Linked DNA regions of Zea mays: region 1 is linked to region 2. A link is a contact called in public Hi-C data. All regions are on one chromosome and are shown on one strand. The core of a region is the stretch at or near the end of the contact, and the rest is flanking DNA. Distances in the headings are between cores, read along the strand shown.

Region 1 (3,631 bases), core at 1,073-3,572, 140 kb before region 2:
GAGAGATATTAGTTCGACCATAATACTTGGCACTCCATATTAATGGTAAGAACACTTAAGATTATGAAAAAATGCAAGATGCAATATAAATAAAACTATATTTCATTTCACTTTGTGACACTGATTCTAACAATCTAGCTTCAACCAGAATAGAAAATGGATGGGGACTGGGGAGTGACTGAAGAGGGACAGAGTGACAGACTGAGGGGTTGCAGAAAGGTGGTGAAATGTGCAGAAAATGGAATTCCCATGTATAACAAAGGGATTGTTGTTAGTGTGGCTTTTCATGCCTCCAACCCCCCATCAAATGTGGAAATGTCCAAATAACTCAAAAAAAAAACAATGCAGTTTGATGTAGGCATTGCTTATTCATGCTATAGCAAGTTAACAACACAACTAGTAGCCAATGTGGTGTACTGACACAGTGACACCATTCCATACCCTGCAAGCAATCATGACCTACTCTATATAACAAATGAATCATGGTCTGATTGAACAACAAAATATATACATGCTCCAAACATAGGGAAGAACGATAGCATCTTAGCTTCATAGTTCATTTCTCACTGAGCAACTCGAATAGCAATACCAGCAGCCACTAGCATGACAACCGAAAAGGAAATTCAGCAACAGCAAAGCATTATCACTCCACTAGTTCACTAAGCACAAGTAAAAGCTTTGAAGGCGCACAATACCAGGTCTTCCATCTGTCCCAGAGTTTTGCTCGACTCTCCATCAATGTCCATCTCCCACGGGAACATCCTGGTTGAGCTTTGGTGTGGCAAATGAGGCTACAAGCACAATCCAAAATCAGCAAGTATCCAGGAGCACGGAGGGCTGAAGAACATGATTGTGTCCAAGAATCAGATCAAACACCTAATAATTCCTTGTCACTCGATCTAATGTAATACCCATATGAACTGGACAGTATATTCTTGTTTCAGCTTGAGGATTTTTTGTGACATTATCTCTCCTATCTCGTGCTGGACAACATTCCTTATCAATATGAATTCACCCTTTTATCACATTTGCTTTCATTTGTGTACCGTTTTCTGACCCCAAAACCTACCTGACCCCCATAATGTACCCAAAAGGCCAAAATGACCAAGCATCATCCGAAGTTTGTAAAAGTTAAGTGCCAAAAGAACACTGCAGAAACAGTGAACAAATAGGGAGGAATTGTTTTTGCTACCTATGGAGAAGTAGTATCACATGAAGGAGGAGAAAGATGAGAAGCCGATCCTCACCCAGTACGCAACTCGCCGGCAAGCACGTCAGAGGGGGTGCTGGGGGTGGACGGGGACCGCGGAGGCGCGCTCACTTTCGTGTGCCTGTGCGGCTGTACTTGTGCCGCTGTGCGCCATGCAGCCGTATGCTGTTGCAGCAACGCAGAGATGTCAGGAGCGGCTACGGAGGCGGCTGGCCGCCTGGCCACGGGGAGCCGGCGAGCCGGCGCCGTCCAGCCGCCCTGGCGGCGACCCCTCCTCGATTTGGCGCCGCGCCTTCCCCACTGGCCCTCTCCTGGATGTGGCCGAGCCACTGCCTGAGCGCTGAAGTGGCCGCGCCGCTGCTTGGTTTGGTCGGAGAGCGTCGCTAGGGTCCGATTTTCGCTGGCGCTGCTGTTGATTCGGCGAGCGTCGGGTCGCTTGATGCTTAGCCCACGCCTAGAGCGACATGGATTGTGATGCCGCAGGGAGTTGACAGCGTCGGCGACTCGGCGACCTAGCGACGCCGTCGTTCATGGCTTCCTCCGACAAAAGGGAAATAAAAAGTAAAGAGCAGTTCATTGTTGGGCCATATCATCTCGATCGAACGAACGCTCGGCCCAGCCCGAAATTGAGGGCGTCATGGTCTTGTTGGTTGCCATGCCGATCTCACTTGTTAAGTATTGCTTGTTCCAACGAAGAAGGGGAAGGACGAAGAACACTGCCGGCCCTATTTCTAGCAACGGGCCAAATTGACCATCAGGAATGAAGGAGAAGCAGTGTTGGCGTGTTCGAGCTGGTGGTGCCAGGATAAATCGGGAGGAAGTGGTGGCATTCTTTGGTGTTAGGGATGGGGACCAGCAAGACCAGATTAGCTACAGTTGGCAGCAGCGCTACCCGGTGAGGCAGGCTGTGTGTCTGCGGCGTCCGGCCAAGGCGCGCCGACTACGACTACGGCGGCGCAGCCACCGCGCAAGAAGAAGAGGACTATACCTGGTACTGGTAATTCACGCAACGCAAGTATCGAGGAGGGGAGGCAGACGCGGCGCGGTCGCGGAGGAACTCATCAGGTTAGGTAGGTTCGGGGTGATTCTGATGCGGCTGTAGGAGTGGACACAGGAAAAGCATCAACAGAGGCAGCCTCGGCTGGCAGACTGATGGGCCGACGTGCCAGGAAGCCCAGTTCCTGGATTTCGGGTGCCGAATGGATCCGCTAAGGGCCCAACCGTGTAATTGATAAAAGCATTAGTCGTTGTAAAAGATGGATCAGTTTTGGGCAAGAATAACCAATACCCGAACTCCACTCTGTCTTCTTCTTCTTCGTCTCGCGTCCATTCAGCGTTCCTTCCCTGAAGGCGCTGACAGTAGGAGGAGGGTGGAGATTAGAACCAGAAGATCTTCTTTTCGTTTTTTCTCACTCTCTGGCTTAGATCCGTAGATATGAAGACTGGAATGGCTATCCGCTTGCACTGGAACACTCCAGAACCTCCCACACCTCCCACGCATCTTGTTGCCTCGTTCTGATCTGATCCGACGATGCAGATGTACCTATTTTGCTTGGAAACCGACACAGTTTAGAATAAAAAAATAAATTGGTTTGATTGGTTGTTGGTCCCGCCCTCGCCTGGTTATAGATGTACATTTGGGTTGTGTCTAACAGACCGGAAAAAAACACACAATTCTAGGCACGGCCTAGGCTCAACCCAACCTATTTGTGGGCCCGGGCCGGTTTAGACAATGTATGAGTCGTGTCTGGCCTCACACGACACAAGACACACTAAAGCCCACTAAACTTAAAAACCCTAAGACTCCTATTCGCCCGACCGTACGTCGGGCGCCACCATCCAACGGCCACCAGCCACCAGCGACCGACCGACCGTACACTCCTAATACGGTCTCCTAAAGCGGCTGCCGGTTGGCAGTGGCACCCACCCATTTGGTCATTTCCCCAAACGACCAAGTCACCAAACCCTAAACCTAACCACACGGCGGCCGACACCCGATCTCCTCTTGTTCTCGCGCCGCCGCGCCGCCTCCCCAGCCGGCCAGGTACCATCGTCCATCGGTCCTTCTACCTCCCAGGCGGCCAGTAATCTCCTCCCCTCCCCTCCCGTTCTCACATTCCAGTTCCCCGCGTCCAGTCCCCTCCCTAGTCGGCTTTCCTCTCCCGTTCCCGGTGCGGCGACGGCTCTTCCCGGTGCGGGCGGCCACGACGCATTTTCGGTTAGTCGGCCACGTTCCATTTCCTTCTCGGCTAGTCAGCCACGGCGCGGACGGACAGTCCACCTCCTGTTCGGTCGCGAGCCCGCGAGCTTCCTCGGTGTCAGCAATGGCGCAAGGAAATGGAGGTGGCGCCTGTGGCAGTTCTTCATTCACGCCAACGCCGAGTGCAAGCCCAACTGTTGTAGGCAGCAGCTCGGGCACAG
Region 2 (3,660 bases), core at 785-3,284:
CAGGGACCCCCCGGGGTCGAAACGCCGACAAATTTATATTCATTATTATAAACACTTGAGTATGATATTCTACTGGTTAGACAATTTCATTAACATAACCCACCTCTTGCATCACTTTTTAACATAACCCACATTCTGCTCCGCTTTTTAACATTTTATGATGAGTTGATTTAGAAAAATGTAGGGATCTTTTTTGTAAAAAGATGACCGTTGAAACTGGTGCTTTAAGTATAGTAGAGACATATAATACACAAAAAACTCTCCAATCACACTCAAACGTTTTTTACATGATGCAAGTGAGTAGAGTGTGTATTGTATAGCCTCAGGGGGTGTTCTCGAGTGTAAGAAGTGGATGGAAACCAACCAATGTTGAATAAGTGCTCTATTTACAATCCAGCATGAAATCCAACTATTATCTTTGAATGAACAAAAATTTAAGGCATCACACATATTCAATACACCGTAAGTTCCTACGTTAGATACGTGTGGTGCCTTACCCATAGCTATAGTCTCAATATTCATAATTGGATACACACCATTGGTGGAGTTGATCTTAGGCTAACTCCAACCATTCTCTCTCATTTTTCCTATTTGTACTTTCTATTCACATTTAAAAACACCCTCCTTCCCTCTATTTTTATCTCCTCTCCAACCATTCCATCTATTCAGCTTCCATACACTTCAATAGAGTTATTTGACTTTTATAAATCAGTTTTTGAAGTTCTAAAAATACTACAATATTTATAGTACTGTAATACATATTGTTATCAAATAATTAACTTTGAAAATAATTAATTTCATAATTAAAAACACTGATCAAGGAAAGGGGATTAGAGCTCCACATGTATGGTTGATTTGGTGATAAAGGGGTCACGGGAGGAAACCGTTGGAGTGTGCCCCCTCCGTGCGACACAGTGAGCGGGAAGGGGCTGCGTTGGCGCTAACCTTAGTGTAATGGGTAAGGTTATCTTTAGCAGATCTTTTATTTCATTCTCTATTGTAAATTTTATTTCAAACTCTACTATACAAATATTATTATCTATGGTGCAAAAGAGTGTGCTAAATCATATGGTCAACTAACATACTCACAATTCAAATTCACTCGAGCTGTGTTTGGTTCAGCTTTTTTCTGACCAGTTTTTCCGAAAATCTGGCTGTGTAGAGAATCTGGCTGTGTATAGAATCTGAGTATCATTAGGATTACGTGCGGAGGAAGATAAAGTTGTTCATAGGACTCAGGATCTATAAAGTGACGGATTACTACTATTGTGACGACTCAGCCGATTATATGTTTATGTTGATTTTGAATGATTTTTTATCCAAACGAATTTTATAGAAGTTGCTGAAAAGCTGAGTGTTTGGCAGTCCGCAGCAGCTTTTAGACTAACTCCAACGGAGCAGCCAAACGGCCAGCCAAAGCCAATATGGCTGCCGTGGTGCTACTGTAGCGCCTAGAAACAGGTTCCAACAACACAGCCAAAAGGAGCAGCTATTTTAGAGGGGATGAGAGAGAAAAGCTAGATTGGCTGGTTCAGAGCCGGCAGCCATTTTCTCCCCTTCGTCTCTGACAATCCGGACCCACTTCTGAGGCTTCTGGCCACTCGCCCTGGGAACCAGCTATTTTAGCTGCTCCGTTGGATACGACGGACGTATGGATGGCCAGCTAAATTACTGTGGCAAGCCAACGGCCTGAATGTCTGCCCGTTTTGGCTAGTGCCTGTTGGAGACAGCCTTAGTGGCTAGAAGCTGCAAAAAGCTGAAACAAACATGGGCAACACCCAGGCTACAGATCCCAGCATTCAAAATTTAAACCTAGACATTTCCCACCACCAAATTCAAATCTTCGCTTTGCCACGGAGACGCGAACAAATCGACCAGAGAGGAGGCCCCACATGGCCGCCGCAGCCGCGCGGCGCGTGCGCCATCCCAAACCAGCCGCGCCCACCTCCACTCGAATTCAAAATCAAAGAAAAAGAAAACGCAGGCGCAGCTATAAATCCCCCACGCGAATGTCGCAATCCCGTCCGATCCATCTCGATTTGAAAACCGCGCAGGAGCTTCGCGTCTCTTCCTCCCTCACTACCGCTCCGCTCCGCTCCAAAACCCTAGACGGCGCCCGCAGCCCGGAGCCCCGGATCCGCGTCCCGCTCCCCCGGCGTCTCTGCCCGCTGTCGCCGGCTCCCCGATGGACCTCGCGGGGCCGCGCGGGGCCACGGATCCCGCCGGATCGAGGGCCGCGCCGCCGCACGAGGTCGGTGGGCCCGCTCGCGCCCTGCTCGCTCAGTACTTGCTCTGGGAGCCTCGGATGCGCTGACGCGGTCTTGATCGCTGTTCGTGCAGGAATTGGACGGGAGAGGAGGAGGGGCGTGCAGCGGCGCGGCAGCAGTGGAGGGGAGCGCGTGGCGGCTGGCGGTCGCTGGACTGGGAGGTGAGGCCACCCCGCTTCGTGATGTTTCTCGCGCTGTCGTCCCGATCCATGCTTGCCCCCATGCACATGCCTTTACCTTAAATCGGAACGGGCTGGACTAGAAACTGGTGTCAGTTCGTTGGGGCTGTCGTTGTTGCTTGAATTCTAAGCAGCTCTGCGCTTGCTCGTCGCAGTGCTGCTTAGATCTCTAGGCCCCGATGCGTGTTCTTCAGCACCTCAGTAAGACGAAATTTGGTTGCATCACACTCTTTTTAGCAGTCCAACAGTAACTAAGAATTCACATCTACTACATCTTATTAAAGTTTCAACTAGTATCAACTCAGTCTACATACGCAGAATTGGAACACTGTTACACACTGCCCATGTCATAAACTCATAATATCTCTGTGAATCGAATTTGAAATGGAAAATGCCTGTTTCTTTTGTCTGATAAGTCATTTGTTTTTTACTCTGTGCTCAAATAACTTCGTCCTGTAGATCCAAGGGCCGGAGTTCTGGAATCTTTGGGTCAACCTGAAGCACATTTGCACACATGTACCATGGATGTTCCTCAGTTGACTGCTGAAGGTGCCACACAACTTGGAGATAGAGTGTCTTTATTACACCAGACAGGGACACTTCAGTCAGAAACTCCTTGTCTGACCTTAGGCCGTGATTCTAATGCAGTATCAATGGAGAAGCTGCATGCTAGCGATTGCTTGCCCTGTGGTAAAGAGAATGTCGGGACAGGACTACAACCTAAATCTGATCCAGAACGTGCTGATAATAGGATGAGTGTTGCACGTCTTGGGTTGGACCTTAACACAGTAGATAGTCCTGATGTAGCAGAGCCTAACCCTTTCTTCCCTTACAAGAAATTGGGGCAGTCAAAAGTCAGCGATCCATCGGAATGTGGCAGCACTACTGGTGCTATAGAAGAAAGCGAGTCACACAGAAAGTGGAGAGAAATGAAGCAGAATGGCTTTCTTTCTTCATTTCATGGGAATGCGGTGGTGCCTAGGCCACGTGGTCGACCCCCCAAAAGGAAAAGGGATGATGAATTCAAAAAGAGCAGTTCCACACAGCATGTACAGGCTAACAAGTCTGTGAAGGTTGCTGCTCCTAGTGGTCTATTATCTGGGCTAAACCCTGGAATCATTAACCATGTGAGAAATAGCAAGCAAGTTTACTCCATAATAAAGGCTATGGTACACTCTGAGAGGCTTGAGAATGAGAACCACTCTAGTCAAACA

Evidence for each region. Hi-C and Micro-C count contacts between places; a contact is called where the count stands out from the background.
Region 1: a Hi-C map of leaf shows a contact between it and region 2, with 7 times the contacts expected there. The contact joins the promoter of LOC103656040 here to the promoter of LOC100384716 in region 2. A contact is called at or near these places in 7 of 25 Hi-C or Micro-C datasets (bundle sheath, ear, endosperm and 3 more) and 2 of 3 datasets of contacts at active chromatin or transcription factors (leaf and seedling).

The regions. Positions count from the first base shown.
Region 1 is chr4:248,049,393-248,053,023 of Zm-B73-REFERENCE-NAM-5.0, reverse strand. It overlaps LOC103656040, which reads right to left and starts at 2,322. Exons shown (of 16, transcript XM_020552958.2): 1 at 2,199-2,322; 2 at 1,248-1,744; 3 at 696-791. The coding sequence starts at 761.
Region 2 is chr4:247,906,313-247,909,972 of Zm-B73-REFERENCE-NAM-5.0, reverse strand. LOC100384716 reads left to right here and starts at 2,034. Exons shown (of 7, transcript NM_001322319.1): 1 at 2,034-2,251; 2 at 2,341-2,428; 3 at 2,906-3,660. The coding sequence starts at 2,186.